Regions from separate parts of the Mus musculus genome. Here all the other regions are linked to region 1. The links are chromatin contacts, called in public Hi-C maps. All regions are on one chromosome and are shown on one strand. Each heading gives the region's core, a stretch centred on a gene start, on an enhancer-like site or on the middle of the called end of the contact. The rest is flanking DNA. Distances are from core to core; before and after follow the strand shown. Region 1 overlaps Aox2 (aldehyde oxidase 2). Region 2 has its middle 90 kb from the start of Spats2l. Region 3 holds the start of Spats2l (spermatogenesis associated, serine-rich 2-like).

Region 1 (4,661 bases), core at 1,117-3,616:
ATGTGAACGACCAACCCAAGTAATGAACAAGCCAAGCTTCTATTTACCTGTCAAGAAATGAGGTAGGCCGTGTGAACCTCTCCATGTAAATCACTCCCACTTTGTGTGACCTTTCAGTATGTTCTTATTTGAAAACATTTCTAAATATAATAGCTCGAGAATTTAGGCCAAGATGACCCAAACAAGAATCAAATCAGTCACATTTTGACTGCAGATTTTCCAACTCTGATGATCACAACCTTCATGAGTCGGTCCATGAAGGACACTGGCCAATCAAAACAAACACATCCCAAGGGAGCGGCTGCCTCAGGCTTCCCATTGGCTGGTGGTGTTGGGTGTGGGGAAGTTCGGGGGTCACAGGAGTGGGGCGAAGGGAGCTGTGTGGGTGAGCACCCAGGAGGAGAGGCACAGTGCTCCTTGCCAACTGACCAGAAAGTAATCAACATTTTGACAACAGTTGGGAGTTAAACGTGTGAGGATTGGCAGGATGTGAGCAAGAACTTCAGGGTTTCTCCTCAGTAGGACAGAAGGGTTCAAATCAATATAGGAAAGTATGTGGTCACCCAAGACAACCAGAGTTGACCTTTTAAAAGAAATCCTTCACCTCTCTCAAGTTTACATAATGAAACCTTAGCACACAGGGCTGGAGTTGAGCTCACTTGCAGGCCCCGGATAGCTGCTGTGAGACTGATTTTTAACAGGTTTCTGCTTGGATTTTTAATTTTCTCTTGTTGATTCATCTCTGAGAGTATTCAACCCTCCCACATAGCTATATTTTGTCAATATTAAATGTTCTTGGCACAATATATCCTTTGTCTTTGCCAACACCCTCTCACTCCCTCTCTCCCCTCCTTCACCCCCGACCCCTGTTTCACTAACCTCAGTTAACTTCCTGGATGGAGAAGACCAGTAATTCATGTGCCAAGAAAATCTCACCTGAAATCTGTAACTAAATAGTCCCTCATTTTCAGAATGTCGGCCTGGAGTGCTTGTCCTGTCTCAGCATCTCATAGAAGATAATTCTTATGAGATCTGGTCTCACCTCAGAACCCCTACCTATGGCCTGTTGATTCCTTATCCCAGTGGTTCTATTAGAATCTACTGTTCACTTCTGTAAAACCTCTGGCCTTAACCAGACGGAGTGGCACATGTCTGTAACCCCAGCACTTGGGAAGTTGAGACAGGGTGATTTTGAGGCCAGCCTGGGCTACCTAAGGAAACTGTGCTTCTAAAACCAAACCAAACCAAACCAAACCAAACCAAACCAAACCAAACCAAACCAAACCAACCAAACCAAGCCAAATAATCTTCCCAACCGCAAACTAAAACTCAAACCCAAGGGCTGGAGAGATGTCAGTGGTTAAGAGCAGTGGCTGCTCTACCAGAGAATCTGGGTTGAATTTTCAGCAACCACGTGGTAGCTCACAACTGTCTGTACCTCCAATTCCAGGGGATCTTGTACCCTCACACAGGCATATACGCAGCAAAACATCAATGCACATGAAATAATAATAAAAAAAACCAACAACAAATACTCAAACCCTAAATGCCTGCTGTATCTCTGCAGGAGCCCAGTAGAGCTAACCTTGTTCTCTGTCAAATGATTCATTGTCCCGAGAAGACCCTGGCTCTCTTTAGGGAAAAACAAACCAGACACAACATCGTATAAACATCTTACTGCTGTTATTTAAGCCAGAAATACAGAGACCAGAGTGGATCATCACTGCCTCTTTTGGCTTTTTGTTGCTTTCTGTTTTTGAGACAGTCAGTCTCTTGTTGCCAAGGCTGACCTTGAATTCTGATCCTCCCTCTCCATCCTTCCACGTTGTTGGGATTCCAGGCATGAGGGCAGGAGCCACCATACCCTGATCCTGCTTCTGGTTTTGACACAGACAGCAGCAGCAGCAGCAGCAGCAGCAGCAACAACAACAACAACAACAAAACAACCCCATGCAGCTCAACCCTCTAGCGGGGCTCCAAAATGCCAGCTCCCTGTTCTATATAGCTCTGTCCTCACGGGAGTTCATACTCTGACCGAGGCCAGACAGGCCATCTGGGCCTTTGTTGTGGTGCTTCCATTGTTCACATTACCTCCTCAGTGTTTCTATATGGTTTTAAACTTTGACTCTATGCCTCATGGGCCCATCAGCAGTGACTTTGGGACACTTCATATTAATGCCTTTAAAAGAAAATTAGGCTGAGCCAACTGTGGATATATGAATGAACGTGTAGTTTAAAGAGACCTTTACATCAAAGGTGGGACTGTTGTAGAGATATATGACTCCTGAGGGTGCTGCCGTGAGCACAGCTGGTTCCAGACACCCCAGTGGTGCTCACACTGCTGGCCACAGGAAGTTTCCTGAGGACCACTAGAGGGTGCTCACGCCTTAGCTTTAAGCGAGTCATTGGCCACAAGTTGCACAGACTTCAGAGCCTGGCTGGCTTCCTTTGGCGGAGGGACCAAGCTGGGCAGTTAATGTGAAAAGGCAGTGGGGCTTCTGAACTGTGAGCTGGTGACCTTGTAACCTGATGCCCTTGGGCGAGCACATTTTCTTTTTGCACCGCAGGTTCTTCATCTATAGGGGAAAGATTAAGCTATGTTGAGGATTTTGAATTGTGCCTCATATAAGGGCCCCAGAGACAGGAGGGCTGAGGAAAAGTGACCCTTTCCTATGGAACAACCTATTTTCATTACTGACTTTACTGATACTTGGTATCAGAGAAAAGTCAGAAAGCGGGAAGACTGGCCAGTGCTTGGCCAAAGAGTATGGAGGGTCTCTGGCTACAACCTTGACTTTGGCCATGAGGTTTGCAGAGGAGACACACTTTCACTTCAGAAAAAGAATGCAGTATGGGCCGGAGCTAATAAGATAGGTACCTGAGGGTGATCTGCCGAGGTTAGCCATTCACTACTTCCTAGCAGGGCTGGAACTTACCTCCACTGGTTTTAGTCACCATTCTTAGATCAGGAATTCTAGCAGGAGACAGGAGGACAGGGTAAAAGTGTCCTTGAGACTTCATGGCTGGTCCTGAAGGAAAAAAATACATTTTAGAGAGAGAGAAAAAAATGCCCTTTCTTTTACATTGAACATTTCTCATAAAAACATTCAGACACAAAGCTTAAACTTTGATAATAAATATGTATGGAAGTGAAAGCAATGACCATATATATATACTCCTCTGCCCAATGTATGCATTCCCTGACTTGTACTCCTGCTATGTAGACCAATAGGAAATAAAACCGTGAGAGGCTCCTCAAACTCCCTTACACATAAGACTGGCCAGTGCTTGGCCAAAGAACCTGGAAATACTTCTAAGAATGTTTGTGGCTGAGAGTAGTGGTGCATGCCTTTGATCTCGGCACTCAGGGGCAGAGCCAGCTGAATTTGAACTCTGTGAGTTCAAGACCAGACTGGCCTGCATAGTGAGTTCCAGGCTGGTCAAAGTGACAACACTTTTTTGACTGCCTCAAAATAAGCAAAACAACAACAACAACAAACAACAAAAGACCAAACCAAAACAACAAACAAAAACAAAACACACACACACACACAAAACACCCCAAAAAACCAAACCAAACCAAAATAGAGAATGTTCATATGACTCGGTGTCAAGCACCTGCTGATCATGTGTGAGGCTCTAGGTTTGATCCACAGCATGGAAATAAAAAGACATTTATAAAACCTGGGGGCCCTGGAAATAGCTGGAGCTATTTTAACAGACTGGAGGGGCAAATCTTTCCGTGCTCATATAATGGAGTAGAACCCATGAACGTGCAAAAACAGGGGATGAGTTTCAGGTCAAGAATGTTGACTGAAAGACACAAATTTCAGAGTAAAAGCGACAGTCTCTGTACAGTATATACAAAATTAACTGACACGTTGTTCAGTTAATTCAGACGTATGTGGTAATCATAAAAAATGAGGAAGAGGCTGACCAATGACAAACAGTTCACCTGAGGGGTGTCATCAGGAGGGAAGGGAGGGAGGAGCAATGGCTGTGCCTCTCAGAAGGCCAGTGGTTAGAACACCAATTACACGTTTGTGGAGAATGCTGGGCATCAAACCCAGAGCTTGAACAGGCTAGGTTAGCATTCTACCACTGGACTCTGTCTGTGTGTGTATGTGTGTGAAGCAAAGTTATTAACATGGCTATGGGTAGTCAGTAGGTATGTTTGTTAATACATCCACAAATATTTTATGACATTCTTTATGTCTATTTAATATTTAACCGTAGCAAAAGAACAAGAGATAAAATGAATTAAAACATTTTTTTTTAAAACCCTCTCATATCATCCCCAGCTATCCTGAATACTACTAGGGTGCATGTCCATCACCTTTGAAAGTCACTGAATTTGCTAGACAGGTGAATATTTCATCTCTAAGCAGCAGATTGGGAACGGATCAGGGACCAGGAAGTTCAACCAGGCAGACTGTGACCACTTACCCAGGGCTGTGTTGCCCGAGATGAGAGGAGCTTCAGGGTACTTAGCTTTCAGCACCAAGAGTTCTTGGAGGGTTCCTGGGGCGATCCAGGTGATTCTCTCTCCATAAAAGGTTAGGGTTTGCTTCTCTGGGTTCTCAGCCATCCTCTGAGGGCAAATGACAGGATATCTACCTGTGTACATACCAGCCACTCTGGGCCACAGCAGGCCCTGGGTG
Region 2 (4,661 bases), core at 1,060-3,559, 610 kb after region 1:
TGGGATAGATAGAGTATAATACCGACAGGAAGCAGTCCTGTGTGAGCACTGTGTGAAGGTGTTGTCTTCTTAATGGCATCTGTTGGTGCAGTCCCTGCGACGAAGAATCCTGAACAGCCATTGTCTCTTTTGGTCTTCATGCACGGTTCCAGTTTCTTTACAGAGAGAAGACTGTTGTGACCAATGGCAAACTAAATATCTCTTGGGGTCTACAGTGCATTTCTTAAAGTACAAAATTGTCCTTACATAACACAGCAAAATGGCCCAAAGCAGGAAATTAACATTGGCGCAATACCTTGCAGATCTAATTCGGGCTCTCCTTACTGTTCTAATAATGCTCTGCCCTGCATGAGAATGTTAGGTCATGCATCGCAGTTAGCTATTCTGTTGTTCTCAGTACATAATCATTTGTCTTCGTACTTCATGATGTATTACTGTGGTGTGTGAGTGCATGTGCATGCATATGTGCGTGTGTGTGTGTGTGCGTGTGTGCGTGCATGTGTGCATGTGTGCATGTGTGTGCTCACACAGAGTCAGTCCCGGGGAATCTGCCTGCCTCTGCCTCCATGTTGCTTGCTGGGATTATAGGTGGGTACCAGGTTTTTTATATGAGCCTTGGGCTATGAACTCAGGTCCTCAAGCTCGCACAGCAAGCTCTTTGCTAACTGAGTCATCTCTCTGGCCCCATACATGAACACTAAAAAGAAGATGGGGCCAATGTTTTTCAGGCAGCCTGTTGACGCAGATAATTGGATGCTTCCTCATGCCTTTGTGGCAGGGGTACCACACGTGTAGTGCTGTGTCTTTCTCAGCATATCTGATCAGCAGGCACATGGTGACACTTTCTTCCAGTCTAGTGAGTCATTTGGCTGTTTCATCAAGGTATGTTTTGCTAGATAGCACAACTGTAAAGTTTACTGTTTTTCTCTTGAAAAATAATAGGCCTTGCAGGGAGCTATTTTGAGACAATAAATGTCCTGTTTCTCCTTATAGTTTTATCATCCAGAGAAGTTATTGATGATTCTTGCATAAGTCAATCATGTTTCTTATCCATTGGTGATTTTCTAAATCCATCATCCCATCTACATTTATTAACCACATTCTTAATATAAGGAGGGGCTTTCTGTTTTCCATTTGATTAGTCCTATGCCCTTGTCACTTATGGAGTCTTATTTATAGTATTATTTAACTTATTAGTATTGGGTAGATTTTAAGGTGCTTGAGTGGGCTTATAGGTATACAAAAAGTCAGGGAGATATAGAAGAGACAGTATATGACTGGTATGGTGAGTCTAACCCATTTTGTATCTTTTAAAACTGTCCTTGGCTAGGTCTGGAGGATGCACCCACTGGAAGATGGTTAGGGAGAGTAGGCCCAGGGTGAGTGGGGGATGGACTGGTCTGTGTGGGTTGTTTAAATGCTATGGGTAGGGAAACAGAGGTATTATAACCCTCGGGAGGAAAGTGATTAATTTTGATAGTTTGGCAAGAATGTCTTGTGGAGTGAACAGATCACTTAGATGTGGGAAAAGAGAAAGAGACCATAAAGAAGAGCAGAGAAAGCTCTGAGAACAAAAGTGCCCCCTTAAAAAATGTGCCCATCACAGTCCTTCTAAAATTTTGGCAAGGTGATCGGCTCTTGGATATCAATTACAAAGGCTGCTGAGATGTGATAACCACCTCGGGGTTTGACTGCATTTTTACAGTCTGCAGATTAGGGGTCAGAAGTTCAGGAAGCGAAAATCCCTCCTGGTCCAGGGATCTAAAAAACGACCCCTCTCCTTAGTTTCCAATACCATAAAACAAACCCGATACTCACCTTAAAGCCGTAGACGGCTTTTTTTGAGAAGTCTCCTTCATGGAATCTTGAGCATCTAGGAATTTCCCTTTAAACATTTGCTTCTGACTCCTGAAAAGCTACCCACAGGCCATACGCAAGAGGACACTCTGTAATGGTTGGTCATCATTTAGTTTTATTTATTTTATTCACATTAATCAGAAGCAGATGTAACCCAAAATGCAAGTTCTTATTTTAGAGTTCATGTTAATCCAGAAGATGCAGAAATACAGTACGATAGCTGAACTTCCAAAGAGCCAAAAGAGTTCTCTAGTTTCTCCAAGTAATACTGTAAACCTGAAAACATTTCTAGCACATGCTTTCTGTTTGCATGCTCTTGTGTTTGAAGGACGGAAAAGTGGATTAGTGTGGTTTAAGATGTCTGGAAGCAAAAGTTGGACTATGTCTGCTACCCTCTTATCCAGAACACATAATACTCCCAGAGAAAATTCAAGCTCAAGATTCTGAATCCCAGATTGACTTCAGGAGAGGCTGCCTGGCTGCAGATGTAGGTCACACTGTTTTGGCATCCTGTGTGGGTTTCCAGCTGTCTGCTGGACTCGGAAACCGAGGGATTCGTGTTTAAGTTACGGCACGCTGGAGAGCAGAGTCCGTTTTCAAACCTGAAGCTATTCACTTACTGAAATTCACTTTTCTCTACCGTTCTCACTTCTAGTTTTTCATTCGTTTTGTGGTCAGAAGTTTTAGTTCATCAAATGGATACAGTATTTCCCTTTCTTTCTTTTCATTAATTTATAAACCTCAGTTTTGATAAAAGTTAAGTTAATCTGATTAGAACAATAACAACAACAAACAAACAAAACAATACAAAAAATCTCAACAGAACAGAACAAAACCCTAGCCTATTATAGTTTAGATTGCTCTTGATACAAACAAAGAGATTCTAATGCAGGAAGACTCATTGAGTACTGGGCACAGGAGGGCAGGGAAGATAGGGCCATACTGCATTGTAGTTTGCAAGTTGCATGCTTAAGGATCCTGATAAATTGGGGGGGGGGGGAAATGGTTAAGTGTCATAAAAATGTCACAGAAAACCCAAAGAGAGAACAATTTGGAGAAAGAGAGTAAGAAGAAGAAATTTGGTGGCAACTGTAGGACTGTCACCAAATTCATGTGGTTGTAGGATCCCTTGCTCTGCCACACAACCAATTGTGACCCTCCAGCTAGAGAACTGTGCTTAATATCATATTAAAGGTTATCCCACCAATCTATGTATACATAGACACATATTTGCGGTTCATGGAACAAAAGGTAAGCAAGAACTAAATGCAAAGGCACTTGTCACGGCAGTATGCGATCTGCGCCTGTAATCCCAGCACTCAGCAGACTGGGGAAAGAAGACTCCGTGCTCCAGGTTAGCCTAGCCTCCACAAGAAGATTCTATTGGGAAGAAAGGTATGTTATGATAAGAATCAAAAGTTATGATAAGAATCAAAAGTGGTTCATATAATCCAAGAGTAGGAAAACACCACACTTCTGGAACAGTGGAGGCAAGATGCTCCAGGAAAGTCACTAGGACCTCTCTATCTCCTACACTACAGAACGATGTATCCTTTTTATAGTCTCTGCTCTCATTTTTCAGAAGTGGATGGCAGATTAGCTAAGAGGATGGTATTCACAGTCTGGGCAGACAGCATCGACCCAGAGCAATCTTATTGTAAAGCATGAAGGTAGGGCAGGCAAAAGGGTGGTCACCAATGGAGGGACTAGCCCTGTAAGTTGGAACAACTCCTAAAATGTGTCTCAGCAAATGCCTACTGTGTGTAAGACATGCAGTTGCAGAGCCTGTCTGCTCTCACACGAATGAAGAGGACTCAAGTTCAGACATGATCACTATGAGGCAAGGTGTGACAAAAGGTATATTAAAAGGTCTAGGGGAGGAGCCAGGTATAGTGTGTCTACTTGTAGTTTCAGGTAGGTGGAAGTTGGAAGACTAGGGTTTGAGGCTAGCCTGAGGTACATGGTGAAACACTGTCTCAAAACAAAACAAAGCAAGCAAGTGTTTAGAAGAATCTAAGGAGTGGATAACGCTTGGAATTGGAGATTTGGGGAGGTCTAGCCTGGAGGCCTTGGCAATGGGCAGATTGGGGAGGTAAAGATACGCATAGCATAGAAACTAGAAATAGCAAGAGGGTGTGTAAAACCACAGAGTGGATGCTGAGAACAGGGAGGTCCAAGGGCAGGGAGACCATATTCTGGAAACAAAGAATAGCTCTGGTATCAATAGAAAGTGGCCTCAGCTGCAAGTGATTAAAAGAGGGAAAAAAGGAATGGACAGCAAAGTAGTCATGGCAGGAGCAAGATAGTGGCTTGGTTTTGTCTCAAATAAAGGAGCCTGACAGTTGTGGGATTAGGGTGGGTAGAATGTCTCCAAACACCAAGAACCCAGGTTCCTTGCATGCTTATATCCTTACTAAGTGGTTTCTATCTTATAGTAGAAGGACAACAACCCAAGCCACTGCCATCAGATCCATGCTCTACCCAGCTGTCTGGAGATGTGCGAGCGGGGGTACCTTTTACCATGGAAAGATGCTTTCTACAGGTTGTGCACAATAGCTTCTATTACTTCTTATCTTACAGATGTCTTAATGACTTTTCTGCTGTTGTGATAAAGAACATAACCAAAAGCAATGTAGGGAAGAAATAGTCCAGGTAAATAAGGGCAGGAACTCAAGACTGGGACATGCGGGCAAGAGCTGAAGTAGAAGCTGTGGAGGGGTGCCGCTTCCTGGCTGCGTACTGCTGCCTTATGGCTTGCTCAGGATGCTTTCTTATAGAACTCAAGACCATTTGCCCAGGTGTGT
Region 3 (4,661 bases), core at 935-3,434, 520 kb after region 1:
AAAAAAAACACCCAGCCATGAAGGAACACCCACTGTTAGCAATGGTACTAGCCTCTGATTGTAGACTAAAAATGAGGCATTTCTAAGGCTTAGCTGCCGTTTCCAAGTAGAGGTGACCTACGTGGCAGCGCTTCACTGGCTGCCATGCTGTGCCCTAAGTGTTTGTTCCTTTGATCACCTCTTCCCACAATGGCCACTTGAAATTAGTTCGAGCAGAGAAACTAGCAATTGACCACTTTGGTGGGGGGCTCCTCACAACAAAACAGACACAAAAGAAGCCCTGGCCATTTTGCCTGACTAAATTAGCACACTACCTAAATTGATTCCTAGGCACTCATTTAATATTTCAGAAATTAAAGAACAAAAATTGCCAATTAATACACCCCTTTCCCAGATGTTCAGTGTTTTCCCCTTCATCTCTTAAATATTCTCTGCATTCAAGTTAATTGTATTTTTATGCAAATTCCCCCTTGGAGCTAGTCGTGTGTGTGTGTGTGTGTGTGTGTGTGTGTGTGTGTGTGTGTGTGTGTGTGTGTTTAAAGCCATACGGAATCTGACATGATTTCTGTTCTGTTGCTCTACAGAAAAAGGTTTTTAACCCAGCTTGAGTTTATTTCAAAACTCTAATTAGAGACTAAAGTAGTATTTGCCTTGTCCAAATAGAAAATCATTCCCAAAGTTGATTTTTTTTGTTCCTGGTTAAAAAACCAACAAACATCAGATATACAGATTTTTTAAAGCATTACAGTTCCTTGATAAGACTGTCTCCCATCTTCCCAGAACAGTGCTTTCTGGTTAAGTAACACAATTTCATAAGGCTCATAAAATATTTTATCCAGAAGGCAACTTTTTAAAGAGTTCTTTCAAAATATTTTTTTCTACTACTTGAATAGTCTTTTTCTATTTCTGACTTCCTGTCCTTTCTTTTCTCTGCCATACTGCACATTTGCTTACTCTCTGGAAACAGAGTCTGAGTAGCAATGAATGCTCCTCTAAAACAAAATTGAATGACGGTATAAAGACCGCACGACCTTACTCTATCTCTGCACAAATTCTAAAATTTCCGTGTCCCTCTCCCCTTTAAAATCTTCGGGGCTGCAAAGGGGTCAGATACTTTAGTATTTTAAATAAGCAAGTGAAATATTACATGTGTTTTATGGAAGGAAAGGACGGCGCTGTGGTTGAAGTTCAAGGGTTTTTCGCTAGTCTCACACTATAGAGATTGTGCTGCACTCAAAGCAAAATGCTGTCTACAAAGAATCTTTAATGAGTGTGTCAGGTCTCCACAACCTTGGCACCTGCTAAAAACCAGGACTGCTGTGAGCCGAAAACCCATCAAGTTCACAAATGCCGACCCTACTGCGCACTGGAAGGCTCCACTCGCAAGGAGGAAGGAAAGGATGGGAGGTTTCCGTCGCATTCCCGTCCAGGTGAAGGCTGGATCCTTCACCCCGGTGTCCGCAGTAAACACGGAACTCCCAGCAGAGCGCCAGAAGCTCTGCTATCTCCCCAGATGCGCAAAACTCAAGTTGTCTCCGCGACTCAGAAACGACCCTCGCTCCGGGCTGCAGTCCGCGGCGCCCGCGGGCTCCGGGGGGCTTTTCTGCCCAGACCCTGCAATGACATCGCTCGGTCCGGCGGCCTGGGCGCCCCCTCCCGCCTGCCCTGCGCGCCCTCGACGCGCGCACGCGAACGCTGGGACCCGATCCCGCCGGTGCCGAGGGGTGCGGGGCGCTCGGGACCTGCGGCCCCGCTCCGGGCAGGCAGATCGGCGGCGCGGAGCTGGAGCGCAGGGGGGCGCCCGCGTGGAGCAGGGCAGGCCGAGTCCGCGATCGGTTCCGCCGCTGTCCCCACCACCCGCCGGGGGAAGGCAAGGACCGCGACCTCCGCGTCCGGTCGGCCAAGCTCGGGCCACACCCAGTGCCCCGGGAGGCGGCCTTCGGGCGCTCGGCTGGTCGATCGCCCCCACCCTGGCCACGCAGGCCCTGGTGAGCCGCCCGACCCGGGGACCCGGGCTTACCTCGTTGCGAGCGCGGCTGCTCTGTCCCGGGCCGGGGCGCGGCGCTGGCGGCCCCTGCAGCGCGGAGAGCGAGCTGAGGGAAAGCGGCGGTAGGGCCGCTGGGCCGCTGGGCAGGCTGGATTCCTTCACTGCCTCAACTCCGCGCCGCCAGCCCCACGCAGGGACACTCCCGCCCGCGCAGCCGCCCCCTCCCGGCGGCCGCCCGCCCCTCCGTGTCACTCACCAGGAGCACACACCCCGCCGGCGCCCCTCGCTCGGGCTTGCACACACGCCGCCGATCACGCCTCCCTGGGTTTTGTATCCGCTCACACGCACGTTCTGACACGGATCCTGTCCCTCCACACGCCCTCCCTAGCTCCTTTCCCACCCTACTTTCTAGAAGAATCCCCCATACAGCTTCAGCACTTCATTGGCTTGCCCCGCACCAACCTTCTCCCCTTCCCCTCCAAACCTCCACCTACCCTAAACTGCCCACTACTGTCCAAACACTGGGTACTACCCGCGTGAGGAGCAAGAGAATCGCTCTTCCCTACCCAGGAAAACGAACTTTGCTGCCCCAGCACCGTCTGCAAAGGCGAGATGCTTCTCCGGACAGAAGGTAGTAATGCTTTCTGGGAGTGAGCCAAGCTCAAATGTAAACAAAGATAGCTTATTCGGAAAAGCCGCGGAAAATCAGGCCCTGGGATGAGCTCTGGGGGCTCAGCCCGACCTTTGAAATCAGACTGAGCTGAAGTGTTTTGGCTCCTCGTCTTCACTCCGGGTCTCACGCGGGCATCTAATCGTGCGTGATCACCCACTGAGCTGCCCTGAGCTACCCAGTGGCAGCGGCTGGTGATGTTTCTGCCTGGGAGTGCAGTAGTTGGGAGAGGAAAGGCAAGCATTATTCATGATGGACGCACTTTAGATCGCACACCTCTTCCAGAGGCAGCAGAGGGAAATGCAGGCTGCTCTCAGGTTTATTTTTGAAGGGTAACTTCCTAGCCGCCCTTTCTCTGAGCAGTAACTGTTCCTTGGGTGAGTGGGGTGGGGGGCTTCCTGGCTCTCAGCCCTCTACAAATATCAAATCAGTCGGTTTCGCCTCTCAAGCTCAGAACAGCGGAATTGTATTCCATTTAAGGGAGTCGTTATTTGAAACGAATTACACTTTCAGGTAACATTCGGATCTACAATACATCATAGCCCAGTTGACAAAGGTCACTCTGATTAAAAGAAGAGATGAAAGGAAATAACTCATTTTCTTACCTGACTGGGAGTTTTCTCCCACCCCATAGGCTGGATTGGTGAATGAGTGTGCTTTATTTAGTATCTGATCCAACCCTTCAGATAAACTCAGTGGGTAGGTATGTTTTTTTTTCGCTTATTTGCAAATAAAGAAAGGAGACAAAAAGTTAAATAGCTTGTCTAAGTTTTCAACTAGTAACTAGAGGAAGAATTTGAACCCAGTCTGGCCCAACCTTTGTGCAGACGGAAAAGCCAGCTTCTGTACAAGTCAAGGACAAATGCCACCCTATTGCTTATTGAATTTGAAAGAATTAATTAGTAACTTGGAATGATTCAACTTGGAGTGTGGTGCACATTTCAGGGCTTCTTGCAAAGTAAGTCGTTTAAGTTTTGAGCGAAGGTTCCCCCATGACTAGAATTCCAAAAACAAGTAATAAATTATCGTTTCCCTCAGGATGGGCTTTGGAAATAACATTGAACTCTGGCTTCATTCCTTTCTTCTACCACTTCATAACCTTCCTGGGACTCCAAATCCAACTTGCTTACTGAAGTCTGACAGAAAAAATGCTTTCAAGACCAGAGGGATGAAAGGGTTTTCAGAAGCCAGGCCTGGCCTTTTCATATTTGAGGGTGGCTTTCCAGTAAGTCATACCTATAATAATAACTGCTTTGTGGGCCAAGAGCAGAGAAGTCAAAACGTGGGACTGATGTAAAAACAGAGTAACAGTTACCGAAGGACAAACCTGACTCCAGCTCATCTCCAGGGCGTGGTGGCCCTGCCCAGAAAGGGCAACGGTCTGAAAACCCAAAGGAAACAATGCTATCTTTCAGGAGTTAGACCCGGCGTAGCAAGAGAAATCAGACTGCTGAACGTCTTATTGAGAGTTTCAAATCAAACTCAGACCTTTGATTGCTCAAAGTAATTTGGTTTGAAAAAAAGTAAAACCTTAAGGTTTAAAGCACTTGCTGAAATATCAGTAAAAGCGTCTTGCACATCAAATAACTAACAAGACAGCGTTTTGATGAGTCAAGAGTAAACAATCTTTAAAATCATATAAAATAGATCTGTACTAATATTACCCGGAAAGGTAAAAACCCAAAGAAATGGAATGTGAAAAAACAGCAACAACAAAACAAAACAAAAACAAAAACCAATTTGTGTTTTTAAGTAGATGTTGGAGAATTGTTTGAAAAAAGTACATTGTATGAAATGATAACCAAGAGTTTATGCCAGTATGATTCTCTTCAGAATTATTTTGCAAGATTATACTCATTTTACTGTTTGATTAACTAGATTTAAAAACTAGAGATCCCTTTTGTAGCAAACAAATGGCACAGCAGCAAATGTCTAAATATATAAGGGCAAAGTGTGTTGGTTTGTATTTCCTCATGTTTAAAATCTCAAAGTGATATTTTAAAC

Evidence for each region. A called contact is a pair of places that touch in the nucleus more often than the background predicts.
Region 2: a Hi-C map of uterus shows a contact between it and region 1. The contact joins two enhancer-like sites. A contact is called at or near these places in 1 of 484 Hi-C or Micro-C datasets (uterus) and 1 of 9 other capture datasets (embryonic stem cells).
Region 3: a Hi-C map of uterus shows a contact between it and region 1. The contact joins the promoter of Spats2l here to the enhancer-like site in region 1. A contact is called at or near these places in 6 of 39 promoter capture datasets (the HPC-7 cell line, cranial neural crest, embryonic stem cells and 3 more), 4 of 484 Hi-C or Micro-C datasets (cortical neurons, embryonic stem cells, palatal mesenchyme and 1 more), 7 of 115 datasets of contacts at active chromatin or transcription factors (embryonic hindbrain, embryonic limb bud, embryonic stem cells and 2 more) and 1 of 9 other capture datasets (embryonic stem cells).

What each region holds. Positions count from the first base shown.
Region 1 is chr1:58,294,231-58,298,891 of GRCm38.p6, reverse strand. Aox2 (aldehyde oxidase 2) reads right to left here. Exons shown (of 36, transcript NM_001008419.2): 9 at 4,447-4,591; 10 at 2,937-3,029. It overlaps Gm15759 (a long non-coding RNA gene), which reads left to right. Exons shown (of 3, transcript XR_865437.3): 2 at 1-62. Among named protein-coding and RNA genes, the nearest start is that of Aox2, 18 kb to the right of the region's middle. Within about 2 kb of position 2,366, at least 24 of the 459 cell types and tissues checked have an H3K27ac peak or open chromatin away from gene starts, as enhancers often do. A contact at or near this core is called in uterus, where this site is marked.
Region 2 is chr1:57,682,244-57,686,904 of GRCm38.p6, reverse strand. No RefSeq gene overlaps it. Among named protein-coding and RNA genes, the nearest start is that of Spats2l, 90 kb to the left of the region's middle. Within about 2 kb of position 2,309, at least 12 of the 459 cell types and tissues checked have an H3K27ac peak or open chromatin away from gene starts, as enhancers often do. A contact at or near this core is called in uterus, where this site is marked.
Region 3 is chr1:57,772,384-57,777,044 of GRCm38.p6, reverse strand. Spats2l (spermatogenesis associated, serine-rich 2-like) reads right to left here and starts at 2,184. Exons shown (of 14, transcript NM_144882.4): 1 at 2,021-2,184.